2 separate regions of the Gossypium hirsutum genome follow, and region 2 is linked to region 1. A link is a contact called in public Hi-C data. All regions are on one chromosome and are shown on one strand. The core of a region is the stretch at or near the end of the contact, and the rest is flanking DNA. Distances in the headings are between cores, read along the strand shown. Region 1 holds the start of LOC107893550 (aspartic proteinase NANA, chloroplast). Region 2 holds the start of LOC107951365.

Region 1 (7,092 bases), core at 3,522-6,021:
ACTCTCTTACATGGCTATACCAAATAAAGAGCAAAGGCATAAAATGAAGTAATTCCTCCACAACAAACATGAAGGGGCACATGAACTCCACAGAAGTGGACCAATAGGCTAGCCAAATACATAAAGGTATTAGGGACATCAGTACTTTGCCCCCACAGATCCCCCTATTTTGCCTTTTTATTTTATTTTTTTAACAAGTGACGGGATTCGGGTCACACAACTCTAACAGAGATAAGGTCCCCAATGTCACAAGGCTTGCAAAATTGATGCCACAAATGCCACACAAAGAAAGAGTGCAAGCCACGTACACCTCAAGAGGAAGAAAACACTGACATCAACCATCGTGTCAACCATTTTTGAAGGGAGGGATAACACAAAAGGAAGGCCCAAAGAAATCTTGAAGACTCTTTGAAAGACCATAAGGAAGTTCAAGTGGAAGATGTTATTAAAATAACTTTTAACACCTTTAGGGATGATGTGAAGTTCTTTCAAGTGGAGGATGTTATTAGAACACCTGAACACAACACTTGAGAGAAACCTTCGAGTGGAGAATGTTATTGAAACATTCAAACTCTTGGAGATGATGTAAAGACCTCCAATACAGAAAGAATTTGTCAAAAAATTTCAAGGACCGAGAGGATCAACAATACGAACCCTAAAACAAGTGGAGGTCATTACTAAAACACTTTGAGCATTTGGGGAGATGATGTGAAGACCTTACATACATAGAGAATGTTATCAAAATAATTTTGAAGACTTGGAGAACTAATGATAGGATACTAAAATAAGTGGAAGTTGGTCACAAAAACACCAAACGCTGGGAAGGATAATGGGAAGACCTCCACGGCATAGAGAACACCATAAAGCAATCTTAAAGACTTGGAGAAAAAAATTCAATGACAAATAACCCCGAATACGTGGAAGTCGTTGAAACTTTTGAACATTTAGACGGATGATAAGAAAACTTCCAATACGTAGAGAAAGCTATACTTGTAGAATGTTAATGGAGAAAACATCAAACAAGTGGAGGATGGCATGGAAAACCCTAAACAAGTACCAAAAGTTTAACTATGGCATCAATAATAGTAAATTTCTCATGTGCATAAACTTCTTGAAAACACGTAGAATAATTAAGTTAATAGAAAACTTTGCACCAAATTCCTCATTTGCCGTGATAGATATGATCTTGCTTCTTAGATTAGGAAGATTAAATCAATGGAATCTAAACAAGATAGCACTTCAGTAAAGCATTTAGTCTCAAAATGTAGAGATTCTACTTGCATATTCCCCACATTCTCAGGTTTAGACAGACCATGTTGCATTATGTCTTTTGTCCCTACCTATTTGTTATCACCTTTTGATTATTTGTTGTGCTTGTTTTCTATGATGGAATTGAAGTGACTGGGTTTTCCCCAATTTTCAAGCATTATCTCATTCGGCCTACTTCATTCTTTTCAATCATTAAAGGCATGCATATTTGCAAGTGGGATCGATTAACTGCAATCCAAATAAGAGAAAATACCCTAACTAATAATCTACGGTTGTACATTAGGCAGTTTGAGACTTTTGTTTCTAGCCTAGTTTGAGTGAAGAACATAGTGTGGATGGCATATGAAGAATAAAGTGGAGCCTTATTAACAGCAGTGCATTGCTTTTTTTGTTGAGCAGGTGAGGGAGATAAGTCGAGTTTACAAGATTGTTAATGGAGATCTACATTATGTTGTTCAAATGGCTACCAATCTTACAACTCTTCAGCCACATCTTAAAGCTGTGCTCAAGAAGCTGCCATAAAACTTCAAAGTAAGTAGTTTTTCATTTCGTTGGACCGGATCAGACTATTTTTTATATAATATCCCTAAACTCTGGTCCCGGTCAAAGGCCAGAGGCAGATTGTTTTGGCTACAAAAGATATTGCAATGTGGTGGCCAAGTCACAATCTCTGGCGCAGAAACTGGATTATCGTGTACTGAAGGCCAACTCATTTAAATGTTGACTTAAAACAAGTCCCAACTTTCTTATAAATTTAAAAAATAAAAATAAAAATAAAAATAAAAAACCTTCATGACAGACAACAACTTATGTTGAAAAGAAATGGTAATGTCTTACTTTAGGGTGGGTGCAGTTTGCAGATTGAGAAAATTAAGATGAATGAACAGCTGGATCATTCATCGACTTTGCATTACTTGACTAAATCAACTGTTTAAATCCTTAGCATTTGGCATTGGATTTACGTTAATTCACCACTATCACATTTCCAGTCAGTGTGTGATATTCAATAAATTTAGAATTCCAATATTTTTAACATTGCCAACTTTTCTTTTTCTTTTAAATTTCTTAAGTCTTTGGGTTCTTTTGTAATTTAAAAAAAAAAAGAAAAAGAAAAAAGGAGAAACGTTTTGTGCTTTTCCATGTTTTTAGTTGAGAGGCATATGCTGAGCCAACTCCCATCTCATTTCTCATGTGATGTGAGTGAAACCTTTGAATGCGACGCAAGTTCCTTAACAACTGTGGGTTGGAGATTTATGATTATGGAACAACATTGTCTTTCATTTAGTATTCAATTTCAAAATCTCAAACAAAGCATTTCAATATGATTAAGGATTAAAAAAATATGATTTTATTGTCCAATCCAATTTGAATGTGTGCTTAATTTTATTTTTCTTTTACATTGATAATGAAGAAAAGATGAAGTAATCGAGTATAGACCTTATTAATTTGTTTCTCCTGCAACAATTTATCATAGTAGCTTCTTTTTTTTTTCCTTGGAAATGGTTGCTTGTAAGTTTTGCACTCTGCCATATACATGAAAATAGTTGCTTTTAAGTTTTGCCTTTAAATATTTTTAATTCATCCGATATTATAGCTAAAGGGGTTTATATATATATATATATATATATATATATCTTAAATGATTTTAATTTATTTAAAATTTGATGTTGAATACATTAACCCTATAAAAGTTATTAAATATGATCTCAAGATTTTAATTTAACAACAACATAATATTAAATCAACGTCATTGTCAAATCTGTAGATAAGATATTAAAAAAAAAAAAAGAGGAGGAAGAATTTCCTTGTTTCCGTCTCCTATTATCTCTCTTCAATAATCCCTAACTAAAAGGATGACTGGAGATGAAATCATTATTTTGTTTACAAGTATTTAGACTCTTCTAATTATTATTTTTAAAACTGTCTTGTATTGTAAAATTAAGCAACAAATCTTAATATCAGTATAAGTGGCTAAAGTTGATGACAATGCTTCTAGTTAAAGGAGTCTCCTACGTTTATCAACCGATTTGTTATAGATGCATTAAAATCGGCTTGAATAAATTAAAATTCTTTTTCGAATTTTGAGTTATTTAATTTTTTTTTTTTAAGTTTAAGTAATTCAGTTTCTTGAGTTCAAGTCGAGTTAATTTTACAATTAAATTAACTCGAATAATTCGAACAATTTTTTATTGGTGTAAATAATCTTTTAGTCCCTGTTAATTTCGAAAATGAGCAAATTAATTTCTCTAACAAAAAATACTGAAAAATTCAAAATAATTTTAAAAGTTTAAATATTTTAAAAAATTGAAAATTTCATAAGATTTTTTAAATATATAAAATTAAAAATTCTAAATTTAAAGAAAAAATAAAAATAATAATTTTGAGACTTAAACAAGTAAATTATCAATTCAAGTTTATCGTATTATTTTCCTTTATTTTGGTTTCAAAGAGTTCTCAAATTATATTTAAATTTATGGGCTTTAACAAGAAATATTTATATTGTTACAAGATTTTAATTTGACATGTTTATCTTTTAGTTTAACTCGAATAATTTTACTCGAATCAACTTGACTGGACTCGATTTGAAAAAAATCAAATCAAATTAGAATGATAAAATAAGACTAAATAACTCAAAAAAAAATTTGCTACAAAATTCATCCCTAAAGATAACTATTGATGTCACAAATGATGTAATTTGTTTTTAAAAAATATAATGAGATGGTAAATTAAAGACACATAAATAAAAATAGAAGGATTTAGAGTTGTAGACAAAAGTAGAGGAACATTTAGATGATATCATTGTGGATTTTATTTAATTCTGAAAATTGAAATGAAAGCAGCAGCTTGAGTTGCTTGACACTAATATTAGTTGATTAAAAAAGTAGTCCTATTATTTTAGTTACCCTAATAATTTGACACGAATTAATAAAAGAGCAGGCAGCCACCGCGTTACTGACTTTTTACTCTTTTTATTTATTTGTTTATTTCACATTTCAGAGTTGATTAATAAAATGCCAAATTCAACATCCTATGTAATATGTATACACAATAATACACAATAATTGGGTTTTAATTTTAGATTCCATCCCTTTGATAGTTTTTGCTCTTTGAGGTCAAACACAAAATATATGAGAGTTGAATTTTGGGGCAGCCATTTGGAATCCAACCAATAAGAGAGAAGGAACACATAACCCTACTCGACACAGGTAGAGGAAATTATTTACTATTTTTATAAATAATTTTGACTTTAACTCGAAAAATCCTTCTTCATATTTATTAATAAAATTGAATAACAGTATTAAACCTATAATTGACATGTAAATTAGCAATCCAATACAAATACTTCAATAATCTATAGGTATCTAAAATTAATAAATATTATCAATTGAATTAATTTGTTAATAAAATAATTAAATTAAATTTATCTGGTTTTTATAAAACCATAATTAAAGCAATCATTTGTATAATAATTAATTAAAAAGGAAAAAAACAAAAGAAAGATGAGAGAAGTGGGAAGGGATGTCTGTGTGGTTGAAGACTTGAAGCAACAATCTATAAATATATATATATATAGATATGTGTGTATGTTATTTATTACAAGAAGCAAGCACAACCTAATCAAAAATCCTAATTGATGGCAGATTTAAAGCAAAGGGGTATATATAGATTGCAACCAAAATAAGCATTTTTTTCCTACTTTCATTTCCCTTTCTCTGTCTTTCTTTCTTCCTGTCTGGTCTGGATCTTCCCTTTTGTTTAATTTGTTCAGAGTGAGAGTATACTAGTTATGAAGGTGAAGCTCATTATTTTAGTTCCATTCATGGTGTTGGTTTCCATGGTTGTAGCTCAACAACATGTTGATCAAATGCAGCATCAACACGATTCCAACTCCATCACATTAGAGTTAATACATAGGCATGCTCCTCAGTTCACCAACAACAATCCTATAACTCAGCACCAACGCCTGGTCGACCTTCTCTACCATGACATTATCCGCCACGGTATCATGTCCCACCGAAGACGAGCCAAAGAAGAGGATCCACTCACTGCATCCATTAAAATGCCGCTTGCCTCGGGTAGAGATTTCGGGATAGGCCAATACATTACGTCGTTCAAAGTGGGGACACCGTCGCAGAAGTTCTGGTTGATAGTCGACACGGGAAGTGATTTGACGTGGATCCGGTGTCGATACCGATGTTCGAGAGGGGATCGTAGTTGTACCAGCAAAGGGAGGATAAACCGAAAGAGGGTGTTCCATGCTCCATTATCTTCATCCTTTAGCCCAGTTCCTTGCTTTTCAGAGATGTGTAAAGTTGAGCTCATGAATCTCTTCTCTCTCACAACATGCCCTACTCCAATTACGCCTTGCGCCTATGATTACAGGTACGTATATTAGATTTAGTATTTAGATTTGGACACAACTTCTAAATGGAGTTACGACACATTGTTGGTAAATAATTGACCTCACCTCTCCTCTGCTTATGATTTTGTTTATTTCCGCCCAATGTCCAAGACACGTATCTCCACAATAGGTGGAGTTGAGTTAAATAACCTAACCCTAAAATTGGGCATTAAAGTTAGAGCTGCTTGGGAGGTAAATGCTGTTGGGATAGCTGCTAAGGCTCACTGATATTTATGTCAATTGCTTCTTTTGTAGTTTGGCTTTAAATGCACTAAACCAACCTCCAGACAATTGAAGCCCCAGAGTTGGCTTTTAAATTCACTACTTGTCCATATAGTAAATATTGATTCAGAAATTATGATTTGCAGCACGTTTTTAGTTGAATTATATATCTATTACACAAAAATAAAGATTTGTAAATCGGAGAATAAATGGTGTCAGCCATAGTTACCAGATGAGGCTGGGTAGTGCAGATACAATACCCCATATTGCTATCTTAACTACATCCAACACAAAGATATTAGTGGTAGTTATTATTAGTAGGTAAGGTTCACATGACCCAATATTTTTTTGGTACCAAAACCGGACATTGAAGTCCTGTAAGAGTGGGGCCCTATTTTGGGAAAGCCAGCAATTCCTAGTGGTGATGGTGAAATGTGTCTGATTTTCCTAGTGGTAGGGTTATTGACAAAAAATATAAAAATTATTTTTATAAAAATGAAAATTAATACTTCAATTTGGATTGGTTTGATGGTCAATTCGATTATTTTTTGAGAAACAGGTATTCAGATGGGTCAGCTGCAATGGGAGTGTTTGCTAACGAGACCGTCAGTGCTGGCCTTACCAATGGTAGAAAAACCAGACTCCATAATGTGCTAATAGGGTGCACTGACTCTTTCCAAGGCCCAACTTTGCAAAACGTAGATGGTATCATGGGATTAGCCAATACCAAGTATTCTTTCGCAACCAATGCTGCCGCCACATTCGGTGGCAAATTCTCTTATTGCCTCGTTGATCACTTGAGCCATTTAAATGCCACCAACTACATCATCTTCGGCACTAACCGAAACCAAGTCAAAGTGTCTGGCAATACTCGCCACACCAACCTCGAACTTGATGCCATCCCTTCATTTTATGCTGTAAATGTGATAGGAATCTCTGTTGGGAACAAAATGTTGGAAATACCGATGCAAGTGTGGGATGCAAGTGAAGGTGGTGGAACAATCATCGACTCCGGCACTAGCCTAACGTTTCTAGCTGATCCAGCGTACCAGGCAGTGATGGAAGCCCTTAAGGTGTCGGTTTCAAAATACCAGAGGGTGAAGTTGGATGGGGTACCGATGGAGTATTGCTTCAACTCTACGGGTTTCAACGGGAGTTTGGTGCCAAAATTGATCATTCACTTCGATGATGGAGCTCGG
Region 2 (7,505 bases), core at 3,391-5,890, 320 kb after region 1:
AGAAAGGTATACCCATGAATGCAAACAATGAATGAAATATGGTTTAGCATTATTGTGAAAATAGTGGTAGCTACGTACCATGTCAATACATTGAACTCGCTCACTTTCTAAAGGCTATTTAGTTGGAGCCTACATATGTATACAATACCTATGGTGTTTGTAATCCCAAAGGCTACCATGTCGTTCAATAGTGACCAAGATTTTGAGTCCCCTATTAGATATGACACATATGTCGAGTTGTAGAAAAACTCGATGGTGCAATTAGTTAAGGAAGAAATCTCAATCATCTACCTTTTTGAAGAGAGTTATTGCAAACGCTATCGATAGAATCCTCCAATTACCATCCTGGGCAATGACTATCAACAACCGATGCTCATACCTCTCGTACAGCCAAGTGCCATCAATTTGTATCAAAGGCTTGCACTGTCGAAAAGCTTCCCTGCATTGATCAAAGGTCCAAAAGAATCGATGAAATACTCTTTTCACAGGGACCAGATGGTTGCCGAAGTACGTTGGGTGCATTTCCAAATTAGTTACAAAACTTTGTATGTACGAAGCCAGTAGCTAACATCATTACCACAAATCGTTATATGATCTATCCCAACCGTGATGCAACTTATCCATAACCTTTTGTCTTACAACTCATGCATTGTAATACGATGACTTGTAATCGTACTAGCTATGAATGTTATCAATCAACACCGGGAAAATAATATTGGAACTCGCTTTCACCATAGGTAGAATTATGTTAGATATCATGTTGGAGTCTAGCCTTGGATGATCCTAACTTACATCGGCAAAGTAAGAGTAAAAGTTATGTTATTAGCAAAAGCGAAGACCCTGGTTAGGTCACGTTAAGTCAAAAATTGAGTGATTGCATTGTGCACCTACTACAACACAAGTATGTCGACTGGTATACTTATTTAGTGCCCACAAGCTCATCTTCTAAATGATGTCATGATTTTCCATTTGCACCTCCCGTTGCGCATTGTGCACTTTCCTTCAAATTTCTCTAAACAAGATTTTGTGAACTGATAGTTCACGTCGTTCTTAAAGCTATACCGTTTCAATGCAGCAACAAAAAATCTTTACGGGGATACTCCATGCCAACTTCCAATACCCGAACATTTAACGATGAACTTGTATGGCTAGATGTTCTATGCGGGAATTATCAGAACTCTAAATCACCCTCGGTGGAGAGGTCGATGTTGGTCATGTAGGGCAGAGGTTCATATGCCCTGAATCGTGAATTTGGATTCGAAGCATTGTTCGAACCATCATCGCCTAAACTATAAGGTTCTGGCTTAGTTGGAAATTGCTCTAATTCAGAAAAAAATGCTACTTTTGAACCATTTAGACCGAACTGCCAAATTAGATTGGGGTTTGATTCTAATCCATCAGCGACATCTGTTGTTAATAGCCTCTTGGTATAACTGCTTCCACCTCAAAACATCAAACCACCAAAGTTAAAATTGAATGCATTGACTAAATGTTGTACTCGGGTGTCGAAGTTCGGGTTACGCTCATATCCCAACTAAAAATGGTCATCGAAGTTGAAATCGATGCCTGAAAAAGAAGAATATCTACTCATTGATGCTTCAGGGACATTATAATATGAGCTTTGTAACAAATCAATGAACCCACCGTACAACCATGTAGTGGAACTTTTTACTTCTGTTTTGGTTCCCACATTAGTTGTAACAGTGGTCGGAGATAGAATAGTTCCATCAATCTCGGTAAACTTGACATATAACTACATTATAACATTTCCACTTGATCAGTGCGATGATATGACTGCTTTCAGCTCGAGTTCACCTTTCATATCAAATAACTCATACTTAAAGGGGTTTATCGATGCTAGATACTACATTGCAAGCTCAAAATTCTTCTCTAGCTCAAACGTCCAACTTTTCTCCTGATTCTAGTCCGTAGCTCATGTACTTGAATGGTATGGTTGAAAGCCAATTCCACAGACTGGGCTTCTGTAAATATGACATCAATGTCCTTATTACAAATTTAATTATCGTAATAAACTACGGATTTCACTCATCGACTCATTTCAATTTAAAATGAATTAGATATTTAGAATAAAAAATTCTTCAAATTGTTATCCAAAGAAATGCAAATGGCACTAATAGTGTAACTCTTCAAAAGGGAACGAATTTGTTACATGTCTAAGTCTTGAATACCTCTGTAGTTTAATAGAAAAAAAGAACAAGGAGAGAGGGAATGCGTCTTCAAAATGTGTTTCAAGAAAGTATTTTCATCAAATAATAATAATAAAAGGCTCTTCTGTCTCGAAAACACGTTTCAGAGATCAACTAATTTCATCAAACGCATGCTTTAAAGGGTCTTAGTGTGCTTCAAAACATGCTTGAAATCTTACCCAAGATTCCTAGGGTCAGGACACTTTTAGTAGGCTTTTAATGAAAATAGTAAGAAAGCTCGCTCAGTTGGATGAGCTTTCTTACCACTACCACCACCGCCACCACTCAAAGCCTAAAAAAGTACCATGATCTCGGGAATCCCAAGTAAGATTTGAGACTCCTCTTTTAGATATTCAATGAAAATGCCTCTCCTACAATGTGTTTTCATCCACGATTTTTTTTCTTTCTAATCTCACCTCTCCCCCGCACCTACAAAAGAAGGGCTCTCCCTCTATACTCCATCATCCTTAAACCCATCATCTCTCCCAACCACCATCCCTCCACTTTAGAATATTTCGCTCTCTCAATTTTCTTCTCCACTTTATTGTTAAAAAAATTTTCGCTTATAAAATTTCCTATTTAAGGTATTCTTGAGTCATTGATGATGTGACATCACTTCGAGACACACACATTTCATATATCTTGTTGAGATGAAACCATTACCTTGGAAACTTATATTATGGAAGTCAGGTTTCGAGGTGATTTTGCTTTATATCGTGACGGGTGGAAGCCTACATAAAGGTCTCATTCGATGGTTGTTATGAGGTCATAGATCAGAATATAACAGGGGAGCTAGTTGACAGTCGTTATGCGGACATGAGCTCAAAATTTTGGATACTCGGAGATATTGCCATATAAATACCATACAAAAGTTTGAGGGCATAATCATAAGGAAAAACTATGGGGCTTCTCGCCATAATCGATATAATTCTTTTCTTCATTTCCACATAACCGGTATCTTTAACCTTCCTTCTTATCTGAAGGTCAGCACTGCTGTGGATGTAGGACTATGAGGCAGGGAGAGGCTATTTCGGTGGAGTAAAGGTGATGCTCCTTTCGAGGAGACAACGATTATCGTTATTAAACAACCCATTAATAACTACAACTTCTATTGTGCTGACCCAAGTTTGACCTCTACTTTCACTAAAACATCCACTTTCCTCTTGAGAGCTCTCTTGTCCCCACCTGGGTGTCAACATTCGGATAAGAATGAAAGGTTAAATATATCGGTTGCTTGGAAATAGATAAAATAATTACGTTGATTACACCGAAAGCCCTTTATTTTTCCCTATAAATATGACATCAATATTATGTATGGTATATATATAAGGTATCATTTTCGGTTATCCAAAATGCTTGAACCCGTGACTGCATAACGACTATCAACTAGCCTTCGATTATACTCGAACCTGTGACTGCATAATAGCTGTCGATTGGGACATTTACTTAGACTTTGACCCATGACTGTATCAAGTACTGTCACCTTGAAACTTGACTTTCATAGGATGGGTTTCTAAGGTAATGGTCTTATCCTGGCATGACATATGAAATGTATGTGTTCTAAGACACATTATCGCACCCCAACCCCTCAAATCTACCTATAAACTTTTACAGTTTCACTTCTAAAACTCTAAATACTAAACCCTAACCTTAAAAAACGAGAGGTTGAGGAAACTCTCCAAAATTTATTTATTTCCCTAAATTTTTAAAAAGTACCCTATTTAATCAATTAAAAAATTCAGCATATTTGGCTAATTTAAAGTTATTCTTGTTTTTGAGCAAAAATTTTTATAATTGATACTTGAAAAGAGCTAATTTGATTAAATTATTTTGACAAAGCAATATGAAAAGAAGTACAAACATTTTCTGTAAATTTAATTTTCGCCAAAAAAGAAACCCTAAATCATAGAGAGCTTTAGGTTTCAAAAGTAAAAAAAAGCCTCACTGTTAGTAAATTTTACTAAAAGATTAATACTACATAGCATAGTACTGTACTGTACTGCTTTCAACTTTATTATTGGCTTGCAATTTTTTAGGGAAAAAAATAAAGAAAAGGAAAAAGCTATACTATTAATACAACGTCTCCATAAAATAAAATTTATCATTATCTTTAAAAAAAACTACAAAATTCAAATGAATCAATGATGATTTAAAAGTTATCGTTTTCCCCTTAACAGTTAAACACCAATCCTACCCTCCAAAATCATGAAAAACGGTGAAAATTTTGATATTTTATTTAAAGGGTGGAAAGGATGGATACAGGAAATGGATGGTGAATCATCCATATCATGTATTTTTAATTAATAATGGTGATTGTAAAGACAAAAACAGGGGAATTTTGTCGGCTAGTGGGAGAGGGGCAACATGGGTTTCGATTTTCGACGACTTTCTAATCTAATAATCTATCAAACTCTTGTGTTTGGAATTTGCAGAAGCACAAAAATATTTAAGTGATTGAATTTAAAACCCACATTTCAACCACGGAAATGGGAAAGTATTATTATTGATAAACCAAAAACAAAATATCTACAATAAATATATAATAAACACAAGGGGAAAAATGAAGGGTTGGGTTTGTTTACCATTAGATTTTCTTTTTGAAATAAATGTATTTTTAAAAAAAATCTCTCTCCCTCCTCTTTGTTTTTTTATAGTGTTACTGTTTGAATAGAATGGAATGCTACTGCAGACTTTGTTTGCTTTTTTTTTTTTTTAATATTTAATTTTAATTTAAGGGTGGGAGTGGAAAGAAAAGAAGGGGAACCTGATGCCCCTTTTGATGTGTGAGTGGGTGGCTCTGATCTTTCCTTCACTTTCTCATCTCTCTTTCTTTCTTCCCAAACAAAAACTCTCCTCCCCAAAACTACAGCCTCACTTCAATCAAATTCTCAAAGGTAACTTCTATGCTCTAATCTTCTCTTCTGTTCTTCTACATCTATTCTGCCTGATCTTGTTTCAAACCAAACCAAACCCACCCATCTTTCTTTTCCTGCTTCCTTTCTTTTTTTTCACTCATCAACTTTCCTTCAAAAACTAATTCACTTACTAAATATATGTACATATGATTTCACCGTCTCCTCTTTTTTTCCCCCTCAGCTTCTGAGTTCCTTTCTCGCTTTTTCTGAACCCCAAGGTGAAGAAGAAGGAGAATCTAGTCCATGGGATGTATATACTAGATTTCCTTTCTGGGATCTGTTCTACTATATATTTCAGATTTGGGTTTTTCCTTTTCTTTGATTTCTCTCAACTCTTGACTACATATATCGGTTTCATGAAGCTTGGTTGGCTCGTTCTCAGCTTCAAAATTTCCCATTTATATGTATAACTCTTGCCTTTATTATGTGATTAATTATGGTTAACCCTTTTCTTTTTATGGGATTTGATCATTTGTTGAGAGTTTGGTAGTGGATGGTGTTGGCACAAAGTCTGAAAGAGGAGTACTTTGCTATTCTCTGGGTTCGCTCACATAAAATAACGCTTCCCATGGACACTTTAGGCTTTGGTTGAGCAACATCTTTACTTGCGGGTTATGTTCTTTGGTTTCCTTGATGAACCAAAACGCACATGCTTCAACTACACTCCATCCCTTTCACATAAAATAACGTTCTTTCATTGCCTTGTCTTCATCATCTTCTTGGCTTCTCTTTTATTGCAGGCTATAAATGAATGAAGATAATGAGGTTTTGAGGTTATCAGGGATACAACTAGAAAGAAATAGGATACAGTCCAAGAGGGAAGAGATCAGAGGGGGTGAAGTGTTGTTATGCTGAAGATAAGGGGCTCTACTGCTGGAGAAAGAAGCAGTATAAGTGTGGCTTGTGACTGTTGTCAAAACAGCACAAGAAGAGAGAAGCTTTTCATCAGATGTTATCCATTGAAAACCCTCCACCAGATCCCCCATGTCCCTGCCAAGTTATAGTACAGCTGAAAAGTGGTGGTGATGAGATTCAGAGGCCTCCTCATAAGCTTCCCTTGCCTGAGGTAGATCTGCTAAAGAAGCCGTCTCTTGATAATCATCATCATCGTCATCATCATCAAACCCCACTCCCTAAATTCTCCATAAGGTAATCTAGTTTTGATGTGATTTTGATTTCCTTTCTTTCCATCTACCTTTCTCTTCAGCTTAAGAATGAATAGTAACCCTGATGCTTTTTATCCCCATGGACTCTCACAGCTTATCTTTGATCTCATCTTAAGACTTCTGTTGGGTCAGATCCAGAGTTTGTATATTATCTGGTGACTCAGTTTTTACATGGGAACCTAACTATTGACACACCTCAAATCTTGTCTCTATTTTGGTCTTGGGGAAGGGGGGTGGGGGTTACTTTTGGTCTTAATTTTTTTGATTTCACGTCACTTTGGACATGGGATTTTATTTTCTTGGGGAGCAAACTTCTGGGAAGTTCTTGCTTCTCTTAGCTGCTACCTGGGTACTTGTCCCACTCTTTACCATTTCATGCAGAGAGGGAGTACTTTTTTCATTTTTCCTCTCTCTCCTTTGCTGGGTAATTCAGTTTAATAGATCAATGAATCTTGGGTTTTGTTTTGCTTGGTCGTTTCTTCTCTCTTTTTGAGTATTGTTATGGTCCATGTGTCCCCCTCCTTCCTGACTTAGCATACAATATCAGAGTCTTCTAGATTTCAACCCCCTAAGTAGCTCTTTGGTGTTAAGTTTTCGCTTCTTTTATCTATTGTCCCTTTTAGCATATAATTTTTTTCACGTATTTATCTCATTTACTGACAACAGAGAAATTCTTGTACTGTAGAGATTATGTGTTCACTGCTCGGGGCAAGGATATCAAGAAGAATTGGCCATTTTCTCCCAAGAATTTGCAACTTTGTTTGAAGCATGGCTTGAAGGATCCATTGCCACCATTTCAGCCTCTTGATACTGTAAGAAACCTATCCATAGAGAGATGTGTGGTTGAAACCAATCCATTTGAGAAGCAAAATATAAGGAAATCCGGTGAAGAGCCATCTGGGTCAAACGATCATGTGGTACTAGAGTCATCCAATGATGCTCACTCAAACCATAACCTAGCAGGTACTTGCATAGACAATAGCTCCTGCAGATCCGGAGAACATGGAAGTGGTTTACCCTCTACAACAGCTAGTGTTTCTCAATCTGACATAGACTCGGTTCTCATTAACAAGCAGTCCAGCTTACCATTAGAAACCGATACATCAGTGGAAGCATCAGCTGAAGTTCAAGCTACTGGTAAGATCCGGAAGACTGAAAACACAACTCGACCATCAGGCAAGAAGTGCAGGTTAATTGTGAAATTTGGTGCCCATTCT

The links. A called contact is a pair of places that touch in the nucleus more often than the background predicts.
Region 2: a contact with region 1 is called in a Hi-C map of leaf, with 2.4 times the contacts expected there. The contact joins the promoter of LOC107951365 here to the promoter of LOC107893550 in region 1. A contact is called at or near these places in 2 of 34 Hi-C or Micro-C datasets (leaf and petal).

The regions. Positions count from the first base shown.
Region 1 is chrA13:90,940,477-90,947,568 of Gossypium_hirsutum_v2.1, forward strand. It overlaps LOC107893550 (aspartic proteinase NANA, chloroplast), which reads left to right and starts at 4,772. Exons shown (of 2, transcript XM_016818582.2): 1 at 4,772-5,652; 2 at 6,453-7,092. The coding sequence starts at 5,057. It overlaps LOC107893549 (UPF0678 fatty acid-binding protein-like protein At1g79260), which reads left to right. Exons shown (of 3, transcript XM_016818580.2): 3 at 1,669-2,067. The coding sequence ends at 1,791.
Region 2 is chrA13:91,261,527-91,269,031 of Gossypium_hirsutum_v2.1, forward strand. LOC107951365 reads left to right here and starts at 4,641. Exons shown (of 4, transcript XM_041085206.1): 1 at 4,641-5,101; 2 at 5,863-6,271; 3 at 6,974-7,505. The coding sequence starts at 6,072.